Regions from separate parts of the Mus musculus genome. Here region 1 is linked to region 2. A link is a contact called in public promoter capture Hi-C data. All regions are on one chromosome and are shown on one strand. The core of a region is the stretch at or near the end of the contact, and the rest is flanking DNA. Distances in the headings are between cores, read along the strand shown.

What was found. Promoter capture Hi-C pulls out the DNA fragments that hold promoters and counts their contacts.
Region 1: a promoter capture Hi-C map of liver shows a contact between it and region 2, with 4 times the contacts expected there. The contact joins the promoter of Atp5g1 here to the promoter of Msl1 in region 2.

Annotation. Positions count from the first base shown.
Region 1 is chr11:96,074,120-96,077,030 of GRCm38.p6, reverse strand. It overlaps Atp5g1 (ATP synthase, H+ transporting, mitochondrial F0 complex, subunit C1 (subunit 9)), which reads left to right and starts at 1,400. Exons shown (of 5, transcript NM_001161419.1): 1 at 1,400-1,474; 2 at 1,998-2,044. The coding sequence starts at 2,006.
Region 2 is chr11:98,794,044-98,797,204 of GRCm38.p6, reverse strand. Msl1 (male specific lethal 1) reads right to left here and starts at 1,689. Exons shown (of 9, transcript NM_028722.3): 1 at 601-1,689. The coding sequence starts at 1,374.

The DNA.
Region 1 (2,911 bases), core at 151-2,650, 2.7 Mb after region 2:
TTTATTTAGTGCAGGTTCCTAGAAGTGTTAATACTGACTCAAGGAGGGTGGAGCATTTAAAGGTCCTCAGTTACTCAAGAATTACTGGGTCAAAGAGGATGGCTCATTCATAGCATTTCAAATAAAAAGTATTGCCAAACTGCTTTCCAGGAAGGTTTTCTAATTCACTAGTGAATGGTTACTGCAGTCCTGTTTTTCTGTCCCTACCCTTTGTGCTTGTGTGCATACACATGTGGTTTTGTTTGTTTCTTTGTTGTTGCTGGTTTTTTGAGACAGGGTTTCCTCTATATAGCCCTGGCTGTCCTGGAACTCACTTTGTAGACCAGGCTGGTCTCGAACTCAGAAATCTGCCTGCATCTGCCTCCCAAGTGCTGGGATTAAAGGTGTGCGCCACCACTGGCCGGCATTGTTTTGTCGTTTTAAGCCAGGTTTTGCTACTTACTCCAGACTGGCCTGGAGCAAGTGCTCCGTCTTCCTGCCTTAGCCTTCCGATGTCTGAAATTACAAGCATGCACCACCTGAATTCTTTGCACGCTTCATCCTACCAATTATTATTTTCGTTTTAGAGTTCTCCCCACTCCCAATACAATTGTCTAGCCCTACCTTGTTTTTTTTACCTAAACTCAAGAAGCTTAGTCTGGCCTTGAACTCCTGACTTTCCTGTCTCCTAAGCACCTGCCAAGTGCTAAAATTTCGGGTACGAAATAGCAAGCCTGGTTTTAATTGTATTTTGTTGAGTTTTTTTTTTCCACCATTCAACTTGTGAGTCCATGTTGACTGACTACTGACAGACCCACAAGAGCACGCTCACTACTTAGAAGTTTTCCAGCCTGCCTTAATACTTGGACGAAAATGGGGGTTTTTACAAATCACGATGGTGGAAGGTACTGTAAAGGCGTCGGCTCTCCTTGCCAGGAAGCAACATCTCGCGGGATGTCGGTGGTCCTTGAGTCCTTGGACAGGACTACAAGGCCCAACATGCAATGCGCCCCAAGGTCCAAGCGGCCGAATGAAGGCCTGGAGCCCTTATCACGTGTCAGCTTGCGTCAAGCGGCCGGTTGTCACTCCCACGCTTTTTTCTTCCGCTTGCACCTTGGTCGCCATTTTGTGTTGAAGGTTGTAGAACCTCTGAGTCTCGTCGACTCTATGGTCAAGCATTTCGGGATTCGACCAATCGTAACCCCGAACTCGGAAAAAGAACCCGCCTTTATCCGCAAGGAGGCGGGAATTGCCACGAAGCTCCTGTGGAGAGAGAGGAAGAAGCTGAAGAAGACCAATAAGAAGGATGGAGTTGATGACGCCAGCCAATTGGAACGTGGAGAGATAACGACCAATGGGAGTGAAGGGACTCCGAACACGTGGGTGGGGGAGCTGAGCGCTCAGACCAAGGGCTAAAGCTGGGAGGTGAGTCAGTCACCTTGAGCAGGGAGTGTGCTGTGGGCCGAGCAGGGGCTGCAGGGGAGTGGGAGTGCAGGTGACTTGGGGCTGGGAGACAGGGGTCCGCAAGGCCGTGGGTTGTGCCACGTGGAGCACCATTTGCCTCCAGGGATAGGGAAGGAGGACTAGAGTCTTTAAGCCTTATCAATTAATGTTAATTACCAACGGTAATGAGCGATAAACGGCCGCTGGGGAGAGTAGGGGACAGCAGTGTAACTTGGGCAGGATCCTGCACGACGTCTGCCAGTTTCTGCCTCCGGTCTTCCCGGGAGACCATTCCTTTTCGCAACATTTCCCTCTTGGGGCCTGAGCCACCTCCTTTTATTTCCGATCTCGGTTGCTGTCCTTCTGCAGACCCGCTGCGCAGAGAGTGGTTGACCCCGGAATCTGCTCTGTCCTTCTGACCTCTAATGCCCTCCTTAGCTGGGGTATAGGAAGAGGGTTGGGGGGAACGATTGGAGGTGGATGGGGACAACAGGAGGTTGCCAGTATAAGCAGACACCCGGGCTTTCATAGGAATTACGGTTTTTTTTTTTTTTCTTTTCTCCCCCTTCTTGCAGATTGAAAAATGCAGACCACCAAGGCACTGCTCATTTCTCCAGCTCTGGTAAGCGGAAGCTCCGGGTTTCCCTATAGTGCCGGGTATGGTATGGGAGCAATCATGTTTAATGAATGGACTAAGAGGGGCTGGCGTTCCGTGATGATGATGATGGCTATTGGCGGAGGGTATAGGAGCTGTTGCAGGTAACCTATGTTTATTCAGGCCTGTAAACCAAGCCGTCGTGGCTTTCTGAGCGTCCTCAGATAAGCTAGAGCTGACCTTTTATTACAGTCCTGGGTTGGCTGTAGCCAGACAGCCGGAAAACAGTTTTTCTCAACCTCGGCTGCGTGTTCAGTTCATCTGGAAAGCCTAATGCTTCTACTGCCCAGACTGCTCCTCAGACCAATTGCATCAGACTGAGAATGAAGGTGGAACCCCTAAGCAATTTTGGTAGAATGCCCCAGGTGATGCCAATGTTCTGCCAAGCCTGAGAGTCATTGTACTGAATAATGTGTCAAGCAATCCGTGTCACTGGGAGCTTTCCTAAGATGGCTGTTCTGGGAGTCAAACCAGGCTTCCTGGCCCGCTGCCTGAAGGATATATGTTGCTGTGAATGCATCTTAGTAAATCTCTCCCCTTGATTGCCTTTTGTTACCTCAACAACTGACTGGATGTTTGGGTCTTACTCTATTCTGGGAAACTGATTAGGTCTGTGCCCTTGGAAATGGACTTTGGTATCCGGTTTGGTTTGGGTTTGGTTCTGAGGATTGACCCCCGGGTCTTGTGAGTGCTCCCCAGCCTAGTGCATTATATCAAATGGTGATTGCTGCCACCCTGGGCTCCCACAGACTATCAGCATAGCTGTCTCCGATGTAGACGGACCTGAGAAAATAAGTTAATTGACCTTGAAATTGATTGGACTGATTGTGACAA
Region 2 (3,161 bases), core at 440-2,939:
GCGGGTAGTGTTTTATAACTCAGATTTTCTACTAGAAACTCTCTGAAATCAAAGGCAGTGATTCTCATTTAGGAGAGCTAAAACAGGATTCCACGTACACCATCTTTACCCTCTACCGACCAAAAGACCTATGACAACCCTCCTGTCTAAAGATGCAACAGCGGTGGTTACGGCAACAGCTGTTATAGCCTCCTCTCCAATGCACAGCTAAGGCAACAGCGCTTGAATACAACCCCTGCCATACAGCCACATCTGCACCCCACCCTATCATTTTTAACCCCTCGTAAATCAGGTCTTTCCCACTCTAAACGTCTTTCCCACAAGTGTGGGGCTGTCGTTTTAAATTAACCCTTTGGCAACCGAAGCCTCCCATAACACCCCCCACCACACACACACAGGTTGCCCTTTAACCCTTCCTTCCGACCCAACGTGTCAGTGATGCCAGGCTCCTAACGACCCAACATCTAAGGCACTCTTTAGCTGGTGGCCAACTTCCTCTAACCCTAACCGAGCGGGGACCTCTGCCTCCTACAGCCCCCTTCCCCCGAGCATGCGCAGAGCTCGCTCTCCATCCCTAATGCAGATTAACCCCTCCCGTACCGTATCTCTCTCGGACTTCAGCTCCTCTATCTCCTTCTCCTTGGCCTGCAACTGCTGCTGCTGCTGTTCGATGAGGTCCAATTGCAGCAGAAGGATCTGTTTGAGGCAGGCGGCCTGACTGGAGGCTCCCGAGCCGCCGCCACCCCCGAGAGGGCTCTTCCTTATACTCTTCCATCTGCCCTCACTGGCCGCCAGGGTCCCAGCAGTGGCGGTGGGCGCGAGGGGTGGTGGCCCGGGCAGAGGTAGTGGTGGGGGTCCCGCCGGGTCCGAGGCGGTGGCAGCTGGGGGAGCCGCCCCACCCTTGTCCCCAGCCCAGGGCGTAGGCTCTTTGGCCGCCGCCACCACGATAGAGCCCGTCTGAATGGGCAGCACCGCCTGATACTTGGGCCGGGGGCTGCAGCCAGCGCCGGCTGCGACTGGCTCCCCGCCGATGCCGGCTTGTTTAGTAGCTGGGGGCGGACAGGGCAAGGGCACCGAACCGCCCCAGCTCTCTTCCTGCTGCCCGGGGGCCGCCCCGGCTGGGAGTAACAAGCCCCGGCCCTTGCCGCCGCCGCAGCCGGCTGGAGAGGGCGAGGGGCTCCCGCCCTGGGAAGAGGCCAGCGGGGGCCCCGGCTCCTTGAGCTTACGATGCCGGGGGAGGAAATGGGCTTCGGCCGCCCCGGACTCGTCCTCGGGCCCGCCCAGCGCCGCAGCCCGCTCGTAGTCCAGTCGCTGCTCGGGGTTGCCGCCGGCAGGGGCCGCGGCCGCCTTGAACACTGCGGATCTCATGGTCATAGTGGTCCGGAGCAGCGCGGGGGACCGAGACGGAGGAGGGGGTGGGGAAGGGGCGAGGTGCGGGGGGTCGAGGACGGAGGAGGGGGAGGGGAGTTTGGCGGGCTCGGCTCAGCAGAGCAGCCGCAGGCCTCCGCTAACGCGGCTTCTCCGAGGCCCGGGCGCCATCCCGCCGGCGAGCGGAGAAGTGGAGGCCGCAGCTGAGGCCCGCCGCCGACCCATGGTGGCCTCGCCGCCGCCTCTGCTGCCGCCACCGTCGCCTTCGCCGCAGAGGCAGGAGCTCGCACCCAGCCGCCCCCGAGCTCATCCCCGGAGCTCGCTTCGGCCCCCCCTGCCCGGCCGGGCCCGCCTCGTCTCCCCACCCCGCACCCCCCCTTCCCCGCCCCGGCCCCCCGCCCCGGAGCTCGCCTCAGCCGCCCCGAGCCTCCATTTCCCCCCCCTTGCTCCTCCTCGGGAGGGGGTGGGAGGGACGGGTCCGCCCAGAGCCCTCCTACTCCGGGAGGGGGGGTCTGCCGCCTCCCCCGGGGGTTCTCCGCGCCGCCGGGTCCCCCTCCCCCACAGTCACCCCCGACTCCTCGGCGTTTCCCTTTAAAAAAAACGGAGCCGCCGCAGCCGCCGCCACCGCCGACCGGAGCGCGCATGCGCCGAGAGGGCAGCGGGCGGGAGCGAACCGGGAGCGGAGAGGAGGGAGGCGGGTAGCGCTATTGTGAAAGGGGCCGCGGCTACCGCTGCCGCCGCGAGGGGGAGGGGACCGAGGCGCGGGGGCCCACGAGGGGAGGTCGGGGACGAGGGCGAGGACGCAGGAGCGGGCGAAGGTGGGCTGCCGAGGCAGGGGCGGGCTGGGGAGGGAAGAAGGGCGAGGGCGGCCGCTGGTGGTTGGGGAATGCGGAGGATCCCCGGCAAAACCAAGTGCGAGAGAATGGGGTTGGGGAGGAAGGAAGGAGGTAGATGCTCCCGCCCCTCGCGGACGCCTACCGACCGCTCTGCTGAGCCGGCCTTCGTCGGATAGCCCTTCCCTGGCGACCTGGCTACGCGCCTGGCCCACACCGGAGCCCCGCGCGCCTTCGGGACCGGCCCCGACCCAGGCTCCCTTGGAGCCTGCGGCTGTTTCATGGAGTAGAAGTCAAGCTTCCACCCTCTAGGCTCCCTGGCGGTCCCACATGGGTTGGGGAAAGAAGTGAAGTTCTTTGTCTCTAAGGGATCCAGCACAGAAATGGAGGGACCTCTGGTTCCCAGAAGCAGCAAAATCCATGATGTCTGCTGCCCAGGGAGTTGTAAGCACAACCTTGGGGTGAAGTACTGCCAACTACCGACAGTTGTTTCCCAAGCAGCCATGTCTCCAGCCTTCTTAAGCTGTAGCTACTCCTAGCATCTTCTGGAAAAAGATTCAAGAAATCTATGGAGAGATGTATGCCGGTGTTAGGACTAAGTGTTCTTTAGGGCCTTCTATTGGAGCACTTCCCAATTCTCCAGGTTCATAGTGTCTGTGTGCCTTAATTTTCCAAGCAACTTTAGCCACTAAGTCCTCATAGTTCCCTATGGAAAAAACATGTACATAGTTGTAAATTAATTGGTTGCTTATCTGTCTGAAGTGCACTTCTAAAATTTTTTTATAGGAGATAGGTATAGTGGTCTACACCTTTAACCCCAGCCCTTGTGAGGCAAAGACAGGAGAATGTGTGAGTTCGGGGCCATCTTGGTTCACATAGCAAGTTCCAGGACAGGGCTACATATACCTTGTCTAAATAAATAAATAAATGTCTCAATGCGAGCAAGCAGATCTTGTCTCT